Regions from separate parts of the Mus musculus genome. Here region 2 is linked to region 1. Evidence: chromatin contacts called from public Hi-C data. All regions are on one chromosome and are shown on one strand. The core of a region is the stretch at or near the end of the contact, and the rest is flanking DNA. Distances in the headings are between cores, read along the strand shown.

What was found. A called contact is a pair of places that touch in the nucleus more often than the background predicts.
Region 2: a Hi-C map of the G1E-ER4 cell line shows a contact between it and region 1, with 8 times the contacts expected there. The contact joins two enhancer-like sites. A contact is called at or near these places in 2 of 39 promoter capture datasets (the HPC-7 cell line and pre-B cells) and 1 of 484 Hi-C or Micro-C datasets (the G1E-ER4 cell line).

The regions. Positions count from the first base shown.
Region 1 is chr14:118,789,719-118,796,296 of GRCm38.p6, reverse strand. All of the region lies in intron 1 of Gm52105 (a long non-coding RNA gene), which reads left to right. It also overlaps a transcript of Cldn10 not described here. Among named protein-coding and RNA genes, the nearest start is that of Gm52105, 4.7 kb to the left of the region's middle. Within about 2 kb of position 2,581, at least 15 of the 459 cell types and tissues checked have an H3K27ac peak or open chromatin away from gene starts, as enhancers often do. A contact at or near this core is called in the G1E-ER4 cell line, where this site is marked.
Region 2 is chr14:121,368,826-121,375,403 of GRCm38.p6, reverse strand. All of the region lies in intron 1 of Stk24 (serine/threonine kinase 24), which reads left to right. Among named protein-coding and RNA genes, the nearest start is that of Stk24, 7.1 kb to the left of the region's middle. Within about 2 kb of position 3,348, at least 167 of the 459 cell types and tissues checked have an H3K27ac peak or open chromatin away from gene starts, as enhancers often do. A contact at or near this core is called in the G1E-ER4 cell line, where this site is marked.

The DNA.
Region 1 (6,578 bases), core at 1,332-3,831:
TTCACCCCACCCCCACCCGCCATGCCCCATCTGCTCCACCCAAACGCTACAGTTCATGTTCTAGAGAAAACCATTCTCCTTATGGGATAGCTGGTCTGGTTTTATTCATGGTTTATATTTGGCACATGTAAATAAAAAATGTCAAGCAACAGCAGTTCATCAAAAAGCGGGACTCAGCTGGTTGTATCCCCCCACCCCATGCCCTGTGCCTGGATCTGGACACAGTCATTCTGTTCTCCAGCAACAGTCATGTGACACATGCTGTGGATGTCTTAGGAACCCCACCATGCCAGATTACACCTCGAGAACTATTATTTCTTACTCTGCCCCTGACATGTATTAACACCTGAATTTAAACAGAATAACATCAGCACACCACGCATATTACAACAGATGGTTAGCAGCCGCTCCTCTGGGCATCTGTAGCCATTTCCTTGTGCAGCAACCTAGCCACTGTGGGGCACTCTGGTAGAAATTACTTCTCCGGGTGATCCTAAATCCAGCTTCACTGTAACATGTACCCCAAATTCCACTTTCCTTCTTTGCACACCCTTATGCTTTTTATGTTTTGCCTTTCCCTGTATGGAACACTAAATGCACCCCCACCACCCTATCCTGCTGTTACATCCTCCTGTGAGTGAATGCGGTTTCCTTTGTTCAAATCTCTTAAGGTAGAATGCGGCTCCCTGGGGAGCATGGTTACTTTGTTTCTCTCTTAATTTTGCTAACTGCTCCACTAGTGGCGCCTAAAGTTGCATCCATTTCTTTTGCTCACTCCATTCCCCGCCCCCCCCCCACCCCGGGTTTGTATTAAATTTCTAAAATGTACAGTCTTTTACGTAAAAACTAAATCCACTCAAGCTATTCTAATTCATCCCACACAGCCGGTTCTTTAATTTTCCTAAACGTGAGGTTAGGAATGTGTTTTTGTAATGGGTGGTGATAGTTAGTGGAGACTCGCGGTTTGTCAAAGTTTTGAGAACAGCTGGCTGGAGGGTGCTCATCCCTATGTGCTCATCCGTAAAGCCTCCCTCAAGGCCCAAGGAACATGTGGGAGGTGGTGGTGGGAGACAGGAATTATGGGAACACTTGAGGATGAGGAGGATACAATGTAGCAATCATGCATGCTAGGTGCCTGCACAGGACCTACATGAGATAGGGACAGCCAACAGTCCATCACTGATGGGGGAGGGGCTTGAGCAGTGAAAAGTTTCTAGAGAGGGAAGTCCTTTTCTACAGTGGTATAGCCATGCCCCTGTGGATAACCTCCTGCCTGTGGTTACATAGTGTCTTAGATTCTTCTATTGCTCGGTTGAAGCACCATGACCAAAAAGCAAGGTGGGAAGGGAAGGCTTTATTTGGTGTATACTTCTGCATTGTTGTTCCTTATCAAAGAAAGTCAGGACAGGATCTCAAACAGGACAGGAACCTAGAGGCAAAAGGCTGATGCAGAGGCCATGGAGGGGCGCTGCCTCCTGGCTTGCTCCTCATGGCTTGCTCAGCCTGCTCTCTTATAGAACCCAAGACTACCAGCCCAGGGATGGCATCACCCACAATGAGCCCTTCCACCCTTGATCACTAATCGAGAAAATGCCTTACAGCTGGATCTCATGGAGGCACTTCCTCAACTGAGGCTGCTTTCTTTCTGAAAGATTTCAGGTTTTGTCAAGTTGGCACACAACAAGCAACCCCCCATTAACCTCAGGAGGTCATCCACAAAATAGAATTGAAAGTAGCAAGGGAAGTCATTGAGAAGAAGGAATCCAGGAGTGTGGTGGCTTGAATGAGATGCTCACTTATGCCTTGGGTATTTGAATACTTGGTCCCAAGCTGGTTGTGCTGTTTGGGGAGGTCTAGGAGGTGTGGCCTTGTAATAGGAGGCGTGGCCTTGTCAGGAGAGGTGTGGCCTTATAATAGGAGGTGTGGCCTTGTTGTAGGAGGCCTGTTACTGGAGGTGGGCTTTGACACTCATGCTATTTCCAGTGTGCTCTCTTGTGAGCCCTCAGCTTCCTGCTCCAATGGCCTTAGGGTTTCTACTGCTATGGTGGGAGGAGCTAATATAGTCAAAATGCATTATGCACATGTAGGCAGTTGTCAAGAATAAATTAAAATGTGTCACCAGGAAGAAAGAATTGGAGAACTTGAAACCATGGCATGTGCTGGAAAGTACTGAACAAGGAAGAGGGACAAGAACTTAGATTGGGGATAGATGTGGCCACCTTTCTCTCTGGTCAGTCACCAAGCTCCCAGCAGGAATCCTTCCATCTCTCATAAGCCTCTGACACTCTTCCTCAGCTCCACTCCCAGAAGTCTTTGTCTAGGTTCCCACTGCTACTTATGCTCAGGTTCGAATAGGAAGCCCTGACAATCCTCACACGTGACAAGTGCTGTCAGACACCCAAAGCTTACCACGTTCTTGACACTTCTAACTCTTTCAAGCTGAAGTCCAACCCTGCCTTAGAGTTTAAAGGCCTCTAGCAGTTTCCTCTTTGTCTGCAGCCAGTCGTCGTCCCATGCGAGTGCTCTGGCCTGTTCCCTGGTGTATGTGGCTCTTTTCTGCTTTAGGTCTCCCTTTGCTTGCAGGTGTCAGCTGCATGCTACCCACACGTTAACTCACCACCAATCCTGAAAGAGGCAACACTCCCTGTCTACAGTCCAAGGAGCCAAGTCTTCGTCATTCTCCCCCAAGCCACGCAGTTAATAAGTTGCAGAGCTGGGTAGGTTCTTTAGTCTGAGATGCCCTCTCTCTTGCCCTCCCTTGGCATATTTCTGCCATCTTGCCAGACAATTTCAGCATCAGCTCTTCTGGGAATCCTGTGTCCCTTGTACTTAATCATCAAATATCTCTAAGCATGATAGGCTGATATTTGCTGGATATCTGCCTCACTGTCAGCTACCTGCCCTTAGACAGGCCCATGTCCTGTTCCCCTTCTCTGACAGGAATCTAGGGATTGCTTTGATGACAGAACACATTAATGAATCAACACATCAGAGCCCACAAGCTCCCTTTGCATCTGAAGAACGGCAGCATAGCCACTTGCCAATCGTCAACCTTTGGTAATCAAATTAGCTGATAATACAAAAAAACAAAAAAACAAAAATCTGACAAAGGCTTAATTGTAGACCAGATGGCTAATTACCGCAAGCTCAATTAAGAACGATTCAGCTTTCAGCAATGAGCATTCAAAATACAAAATACACAAGTGAAAGGCATTTCAGGATGAGTGAATGCATCGCTTTCTTGGGAAATGTCCTCTGAGGAGGCAGAGGCCGTCTCCGCTGTAGCATGTTTGCTGTCCAGGACCCAAGTTTGGTCCTTAGTGCCCAAGTATGGGAAGTGTAGCACGCACTGTCAGCCCACCCCAGGGAGGCAGAGGCAGACGGATCCTTGGGATTTGCTGTTGACCTCTGACACTCACACACTTCTGCATCCATGTGCATCTATGCACCCATGTGCACTCATTCATGCATGAATATGCACATACATACTGGCATATATATATATATTATATAATTATATAATATATATATATATATTAGTGATACCCTTTATATATATATTTCTTAGTGATACCCTTTATGATAAGACCTTGTCTATGGCCGGTTAGGTGACAGAATTGTGAATACTCGGTAGAGGAGACTGGGCAAAGCACGAGGAGGAAGGAACCCTGGGAAAGTTGAACATGAGCTTTCTTTACATAAAACATTCGACAGCGAAACACTGCTGCATGCTAGATGTGCGTTAATGCTTATGGAAGGATGGGACAGCAAAGCCCCGCCCAGATGACACTTGAGCCAAAAAAGACCCAGGGGCTGGTGTTAATATATTCTCCTTAACTATACTTCTCATTTTCTGTGTTCTCTCTATACTGTAGTTACTAAAATTCTCTGCTGACTCAGTAGCAAACACCCTCTTTCCCCAGAGCTAACTAACTCCCAGACACAATGCACACTCTGCAGGCATGACTTTCAGATGGGACCCAATCAAAAACTATTTCCCCAACTGCTCCTATCCAGACCGCATACCTTAAGTAAGCTTCTAGTTGCAAGGAACTAGACAACCCAACAACCTATGGCCTCGAGAGCTTGCTAAAATTGTCTAAGCTGCTCAATACAAAATTTGTCCGAGCCTGTGACTCTGTCCAGCACAGTTCTTTCTGAAAAGGCACAGGTCCCTGCTTCTCTCTTCTCTCTGCCTGCTCATCAGCCTGGTGTTCTCTGTGGGGCCTCACAGGGATGCTTGCCTCGTGCTTTCTCAGGGTTTGTGAGTATGAAAACTTCCTTTACTACACACTAGAGGCATCTGTGTGTCATATGTCTTACCACAGCAGAGTAAAACACTCCTGGGACATTTAAAAGTTCATTACACAACCGTGTCACATGATAGGAATCCTTGCTTCAGTCTTCCCCAGAAAGATGTGCAGCAGGAACCAGAGGTATGCTACCAGGTGGCTTTGAGGTCTAAAAAAAGCAGCCACTAAGGCCTTGATTGGAAACACCTTCTTACAGTTGACATGTGGGGTTTCAGAGATGAAAGAGATATTCATAATAGTAATTTCCACAACTCATAGAGAACCCACTTTGTGTCAGGCAGGGTAATAGTGCACTTTGCCTGTGTTTTGCCAAGTAGTTGCCACATACCAAGACTACTGAAGGCTGAGAAGATGGTCCAGTGAGACCTGAGCTTGATTCCCCAGAACCTATGTAGAAGCCAGAGGCATTGTGCTTGTGTCTATAATGCCAACACTCCTATGGGGCATCAGGAAACAGAGACAGGGGTTCCCTGGAGACCCAGGAGCAAGCTTGCCTAGCGTGGGCAGGAGAAAATCCATAGCAAGAGCTTTTCTCAAGGTAGGAGGTGAGGCTCTCCTTTGACCGCCGCGTGCATGCCATGGTACATGCATGACTGCACTCACACACAAGAATGTACACACACACACAAGAAAACTGCATCCTAAGCACGTCCATGGGAGCCTCGCCTTTGAAACCTTGGTAGCATGAACAGAGATTCCTGCTGCACAGATGGAATGTTGGAGATTTTGCTCAGTATGCATGCATGTATTTTCCTGCTTCTCTACTGCGTGATGTAGTAGAAACAAAGGAAAGGCAGCCAGCTCTGCTAGCCACAGCCCTGATGTCCGTAGGAAACTGAAGGCTTCTTTAGAAATAAGAGTCAATGCTGAACTCTGAGAATGCACATAGCCCTTATATAATGTGGCATAGCATTTGCAGGTGGCATGTACGCGTCTTCCTGTGTACTTCAGATCACCTGTAGATGACAAGCCTGGCGTTAAAAGTAGTTTTCCACAGTAACCGAATTTTAATTTATTTTGTGGTCGTATGGGCATATGTGTTTGGAGCCTTTCTATCCTCATTCCTTCCCCTCCAAGTTCTCCCATATCTCCACTCCCTCCCACCTGTATATGTTTGCAGGTTCTCTCTGCATCTCTCTGTCTCTCCCTGTGTCTCTCTCTGTGTCTCTCTATTTCTGTGTCTCTCACTGTGTGTGTCTCTCTGTCTCTCCCAGTGTCTCCTCTCTGTTTCTCTCTCCCTGTCTCAGTCTCTCTTTGTCTCTCACTCTCTTTCTATGTGTCTCTGTCTGACTGTCTCTCTAAATCTAATGTCTACTGAGTCCATTTAGTGCTACCTGAATGTTCATGGGTGTGACCACCTACTGGAACATGTGAAAACTCTCAGGCCTTCATCCCTGAAGAAAACTGATCATCTCTTTCCCAGCAGCCATCAATACCAATAACTCCTCAGACAGTGGTGGGGCCTCCCAAGTCCTCCCTATACTCAGACAGTGGTGGGGCCTCCTGAGTCCTCCCCACCCTCAGACAGTCGTGGGGCCTCACGGTCCCTCCCTTCCATGCTGGGATTTTGACACATTGGTCCTTGCATGCAGTCGCAGGCATTGTTCATTCATGTGTGCACTAAGCTGCCGAGTCCAGGAAATAGTGTTTCAATGTAGATATCCACTACTTCAGGCCCCTGCAATCTTCCATCTCCCCTTTTCTGTGATCATCCCTGAGCCCTGAGGTACCATGAGTGACAGAGAGGTCCTATTTAGATCTGAGCACGTAACAGTCTCTTGCTCTCTCTATGCTAACCTGTTACTGGTCTCTGAATTAATCACCATCTCCTACAAAAAGAAGCTTCCCCAGGGAGGACTGAGAGGTGCAGTGGTCTATGGCTATAAAGAACTAACATTTTGAGACATTACATCACCCAAGAGGACCTTAAACAATGACAATCTTCCTATCTCAGTCCCCTAAGTGCTGGGATTACAGGCATGAGCCACCATACCTGACTATTTTACGTGTTCTGACAAAAACCCTGTAAGCCAAAACTTTTCAAACTACCGCTTATGCAAAGGGTATAGAGAAGATTTTGAATATATTGTTTTCATTATCAAGATGATCAACTTAAAAAATAAACTTTTAGGGGCCAATGAGAAGTCTTGGCAGGTAACGTTGTTTGACATAGAAGTTGGATAACCTAAGTTGGGCCTCTGAAGCCAACATAAAAGAGGAAGAAGTGAAGAGATTCCATAAAGAATTCTGTGACTTCCAAATATA
Region 2 (6,578 bases), core at 2,099-4,598, 2.6 Mb before region 1:
TTCTTGCTCCTTGTAAGTCACTACTGCAGTAGTGGGGGTTGGGGGTGGGGGGGGAGAAGCTGATTGTAACATTGAATTGATTCCACAGCCCACTGGTTCATGTGGCTCCAAGTTCATGGCTCCAAGTTTAAAATACACGAAGTTAGATAAGTCACATATGTAAGAAGGCTGGAGTTAATTCAGCATGTCTCGAGGCTTTGAATTTAAGAGACCCTCGTGTTTGCAAGTATAGATGATTTAAAGGTGTAACGAAGAAAACTTAGATTTTGCTTGCTGATGTTTTTATATCCTGGTTTCATTCCCTTTGTTCAGCTCCTAGGCTGCAAGCCCTAGCTGTGAGGGGGCTTGTGTGCAGGGTAGCCAGGAAGATGCTCACTAGCACATTTCTAGCTGCCCACCCCTCTGTGAGACTCAATGCCCATAGGCCGTTGTGTACAGTCTAGTCGCCCTCTTCCCTGCTTCGTTGGGACATACCTGCTCTTGTTGCCCTGTTTGGAACTGTACCCTGGGGGGTGGTTTGGTGTCTGAGTGGCCTTTCAGCAAAGTTGTGAGGTCTAGGTTTCAAGACCATCTCAGGTGAGGCTGAACGCGGATGGAGGTTTAGCATCTTCTGGTCCTGATGTAGACAGAGTCTTCAGAGGATGATATCAAGATATAGGTCCCTGGCCTCAAGTGGTCAGGAGCCCTTGCAGGGCAGGCCCTGAGAAGGTTCTGGTAACTGGGGCCCAGGAGACCAGGTGCATGTTTGGAAAGCACCAAGTTTCTGTAGGATGGAGAGGTGGGGTGTCTACGGGCCTGCTGGGTGGGGCTGAGGCCTGGAGACTGGGTTGGGTATTTTGTTCTTTGAGGTGTCTGTGTTCTCAGACATAGGTGATCTGGGAAGTGGGTTCTGGGTGTCCACTAGAAGTTATCAGAGTATTTGAGCAGAAGATGCCGGGGTAGGGAATACTGGGGGCTCAAATGTTCCTGGATAGCTAAGAGAGCCCTGTAGAATTTTTACAGAGCTCAGTGGCTTGAATTCTGTGAATACGGTATGTATGGCCCTGTCATGTGCTTTGCTTTATTCTGTTGTCTTGTGTTGTGCAAAATAATTGAGGAAGGTCGGATATGTTTTTCTGTTACTTAAGTCCTTTTCTCTCCAGGACAAGCAAGTTCTTCATGCTCTCCAGGCTGGCTTTGAACTTCTGATCTTCTTGCTTCCACCTCCCCAGTGTTTGGAATATCTGATTGGTTTATACAGTGCTGGGGAATCCAGTTCTTGGCTTCATGAGTGGTTGGCTGGCACTGGACCAACTCAGCTGCGGCACAGTCTTGCCTCTCTTAAGTCATTTTGTACCTGTGTCTGTTGGTGGTGTTCCTTGTTGCTAAGACTTTGTTTTGCTTGAACGTATGTGTGTATGGTTCCCCTGGCCCTGTAGCTTTCTAACACCGTCCCACTGAGCCACGTACCATTCTCATTCCTGAAAGGCTTTCTCATTTCTTTGTCTTTTTTGATAGGGTGGGGAAGGTCAAGATTATGTGTATGTGTGTGTATGTGTGTGTGTGTGTGTGTGTGTATGCACCAGGAGGGTATGTTATACATACACTCCTCAGATCCCCTGGAGTTGGGGTTACAGGCAGTGCTGGGAACTAACCCTGCTCCTCTGTAAGAGCAGCTTTTCTGCTGAGCCATCTCTTCAGCTCCAAGATTTAAAAACCATTCTCTCTGTGTGCACATATGCATGCAGATGTGCATGACCTCATAGTCGTGTTGGGGTCAGAGGACGGCTCTTCAGAGTCCGTTCTCTCCTACCATGCGGTTGGTAGGTGAGTTACAACGGGGATTGAACTCAGGATATCAGGGTGGTAGATTCATCTTTCTATTTTTTTAAGCATTAAATAGCTTTTGGGAGGTTTTGTTCTAGTCCCAGATCAGGGAATGTACTTTTCTGGTTTTGTTTTGTTTTTTGAGACAGGGTTTCTCTGTGTATTCCTGGTTGTCCTGGAACCGGGGAACTTCCAACTCAGATACGCCTTCCAGTGGCTGGGTTAAAGGTATGTGCCACCATGCCTGGCTCAGGGAAGGCTATTGATAATATTTCATACAGGCACCCAGTTACACTCTTCAAGAAAGCAGGCAGATTGTCACTGTAAATAGTGTCTTCCGGCAGCTGTGACGGTGGCAAGGTGGCCTCCTGGCGTCCAGATCTGTGCATGTTTGTTCCTCTTGGAACGGCTGTGCTCTCAGTGGAGTTGAGCTGCACTGGTGCACATTTTTGTCTTAGTTTCTGTTGCAGTGAAGAGACACCGTGACCACTGCAGTAGCAACTCTTATAAAGGAAAACATCTAATCGGGGCGGCTTACAGTTTCAGAGGTTTAGTCCATTATTGTCATGGCAGAAAGCATGGCGGTGTGCAGGCAGACATGGTGCTGGAGAAGGAGCTGAGAGTCCTACATCTTGATCTGAAGGCAGCAGGAGGAGACTGGATATAGCTCGAGCATAGGAGACTTCAAAGACTACCTCCACGGTGACACTTCCTCCAACAAGGCCGTACCTCCTAACAGTGCCACTCTATGGCCAAGCCTTCAGACACACAAGTGAGTCTATGGGGGCCATTCCTATTCAAACAACCACAGGGTTGATGGAGTTCTTTTGTTGGTTCTTGGCAAGCTGCAGTGTGCGCAGCTAGTGAGCCTGTTCTCTATCCTAGTGTGGTTTTATGGGGCACACCCTCCAGACCATGGTCCAGGAGGTGTCTGATGGTCTCTTGCCACACAGTTTTATTTGGGTGATTTTTCCCATGATTCAGACTTGCCTGCTTGGAAACTGGTACCTACAGGAAGCGGGCCCCACCCGACCCTCCCTGCTAATGCTTTCTGTGTGCCTTAGCTGGGGGTGATTATCACTAATGGAATCTTGTGGCTGGAGTGCTTGCAGGAAATAGACCTGTATTCTGTTACTCTGCTGCTGCAATGGAGAACTTGGGCTTGCCTTGAATCTGTTGGTAGTAGTCACTTCTTGTAACTAATTTTTACAGTGAGATTTACTAAATGTCTTGGGAAAAGGATACATTGTTATTAGAACATCTGACTGGGTGAGGGCTGTGCCCAGTCCTGAGTTCTTGGAACTGGGCATTGTGGCTTATGCCTGCAGCTTTGGGAAGTTAGGCAAGAGGTGTGCTGTGAGTTAAGTTCTGGCCTGCAGAGAGTCAGTTCCAGGCAGACCTGGACTATAGTGGGAGAACCGTTAGTTGCTCTGGGTAAAACAAGATGTGGCTTAGCTTGCTACAAAGTATACTGTAGCCTGCCCAGAGGTTTATGCTGCCAGCAACACAGTGAGACTTAAGTGACCTTCCTCCTGTTTTGTAAGGGTTTGTGGTTAGCCAGAGAAACTGTTGCGTGCTGGAGTGTTGTCTGAGTCATTGGTGGGGACATTGTAAGTTTTATGTGAATGCTTACCAAATGTGTAGCTAGGGCTTGCCTATTTAAATCTCTTCCTGTTTTTAACTCTAAGGCTTAGAAAGCTTGATATACCTCCCTTTCCTTTGTTTGGTTTTCAGTTACTTAGGTTTTGTTTAGCTTTACTTGGAAACAGCTGCATAGATTAGATGCACGAGGTTACCTGTCCCCTGCCTCCATCTCATCCTGATGGAAGCCCCTACAAGTCTCTCTATGCTGACTTAGCCACCACTCCTTGGCTTATCCAGGGTGAGTTTAGAAACTGTATGCTCTGTAGACCCAGAGTTCTGCAGATGAGGTTTGGTTCTGTCAACTTCTTTTCACATTAGATCTGACAACAGTGTCTATACAGTCTGCAGCCTGGACAGTGGTAGTGAAGTGCACGACCTCGTCAGAGGACTCGTGTTTTTCCAGATAGACTTCACCAGGTGTCAGGACCTCCTTCTAGGAAACTCAGCTGGACCTTTTAACCTCCAGAGAGAAGCTGGGATGCTCCTCTGCTGGGCTGTGGTGCTCCTCTGCTAGGCTGTGGTGCTCCCTTGCTGGGCTGTGGTGCTCCCTTGCTGGGCTGGCACCCTTCAGTTTGCTCCACTCCTCCTTTCTGGGTCTCTTGACCTTGGATGCCTTGATTATTTTGTTGCTGTCTGCTGATACCTGTTTTCTGGATTCCAGTCTTTACTGGATTCATGCGGTTGGGTTGATGGGTACAGTGTATCCTGGACTCCCCTCCAGTGAGTTAGGATACAGGTTCTTTCTTCATAGTTACCTGTTGGTTGAGTAGTGGGACATAGCATAAAGTTGTTGGTTTCCTTCAAGAATTGCGTTTTTGGTCCTAGGGGCTGAGACAAACTCTCATGTGTTTTAGGCAAACACTGAACTACGGAGCTACATCTTGTTTTTGTTGTTGCTGTTGTTGTTGTTGTTGTTGTTGTTTGTTTTTGTTTTGAGACAGGGTTTCTCTGTGCTGTCCTGGCTGTCCTGGAGCTCACTCTGTAGACCAGGCTGCCCTTGAACTCAGAAATCCACCTGCCTCTGCCTCCCAAGTGCTGGGATTATAGCCATGCGCCACCACTGCCCAGCCACATCTTGTTTTTTTGTTTGTTTTAAGTCAGGATTATGTTATGTAGCCCAGGCTGACCCCCAGCTTAACCACCCTGAGCCTGGGGATACAGGTATGTCCTCTGTGCCCTGGCCTCCTCCAGGGAGGTTTAAAGACATTTACTAATCTGCTGTGTTCTAGCTGTGTTCTGCTGGAGTGCAGTGTGCACCAGGACTAGATTCCACCCACATACGCTGTCCTGCCCCTGAGCCTGGAAAAGATTCCTTTGTGTTGTGATGTTCCACAGTGGCGTCTTGGCGTGAGTGTTGTCATATTTTTTTGTACAGGCAGTCAGGAGGCCTTTACAGTCTGGCAGCTGCTGTCTTGTGATGAGGTTTGGGGTGTTTTTTTTTTTTTTTTTTTTTAAAAGAAATTCCCTTTTGGATGCTGTACCTTCTCATCTGGTCTTTGAATGGTTCTACCCTTTAAAGCTGTTTTCTGTCCCTTGTCTTTCTGACTGGTTTTCTGGGCCATTGTCTCCACTTTTCAAAGCCCCCCAGTGAGCATTTCTGCTCCTGTATTCTTAGACTCCAAGAGCTTTAGTGATTCTCTGAGTGTTCCTTATTAGTGTGCTTCCTCCTCTGCCTGAAATGTCTGTTTTATTTCCAAGGCATAATTCTTTCAAGTCTCCAGTTTTTCCTTTATTGGGTTTGGTGGTCGGATTTTTTTGTTTGTGTGTTTAGTGGTAGAGACCACCTCTAACACTCACTTTTCTTTATGACTGGAAATTGCTAGGACCTCAAGCCATTTTTCTTTTCTTCTCCTTCCTTCCTGTCTGTCCCCCTTCATTCTCCAGGGTCTCCGTATGTAGCTCTGAATTAGGATCTCAGTATGTAGCTCTGAATTAGGGGATGCTGCCCAGGCTGGCCTTAAGCTCTGATTTTTCTTACCTGAGCCTCATGAGTGTTGGTATGTGCCACCATGCTGTCTGTGGGGAGTTAACTGTAATGTTTTCTGTCTGTCATCCCTACTGAACAAGACAGTTGGGAATGGCCTTGTTAGATGCTTGCCTTTTTGAACATGTTTCTGGAGTCTGTTCTTTGCACTCATTTATATCTCTTTCATCTGCTGGAAGCCCCCCTGGTGGACTGTACAGGTGTAGACAGGTGTAGACGAAGTATCCGTGTGGTGTGCTGTCTGGTTAGGAGTCCTGTGCATCCCTTCCTGCCCTGGAAAACACCTGTACTTGTTCTTGAGGTGGGAGAGTAGGGCCCTAGCTGGGCTCTGGAGAGGAGGAAGCCCTTCAGCTGCATGGCTCCTTCTTTATCAGACTTGCCCTGAGTCACTGAACTCAGGTACCTCTGTGGAGATAGCTCTGTGGGAGATTAGTTACATATTACTGGGCAAAAGCACTGTAAGGAAGGGTTTAACTTTTGAGGAGAGAGTGCATCGTGGAGTGGAAACTAGTGGTGGTGGTGGGGGCGTGGGAGGCAGCTGGATGAACTGTCTGGAAGCAAATGGATGTTGCTATTCAGCGGGCTTTCCCTTCCCCTTTTTAATCAACACTGAATGGACCCTTAGGGTGCCACTATGCTGCCTTCAGTGTGGGCCTTCCGCGACTTAAGCCTCGCAGATGCACGCAGAGATATGCCTCCTAGGTTATTATGCCTCTAGGTCATTTACAGCCTGCTCACCAGAAGCCCACAAGAAGTCCCCTGAAGTCTGTATGGGTACCTGCTGTTGCCAGCTTCTGGGGTGTTGGGGTTCAGCTCTATGAACTGGTTCTCTCTGCTTTCTCCACGTGTCTTCTTTGCTGTCTTCTGCTGTGGCTTGAGACTCCACATTCACGAGCTGGAATCTTAGCTTTCAGATTTATGTGTTCATCATGTTGGATGTATAGCTTTTGGGAAGCAGGGCTAGACAAGACCATGGTGCATCTCGGTGATGGGCCAGGTCTGTGGGGAGAGGGGACCCCTGAGCTGACTTGCTGCCCTTACTGCCTGACCGTGGGACTTTCCAGCATTTGAGGCTATGAGAAGTGAGCTCCTTTTGTAAATTACATGGTCTGCAGTGTTCTGTCTTAGTACCAGGACAGGCTTG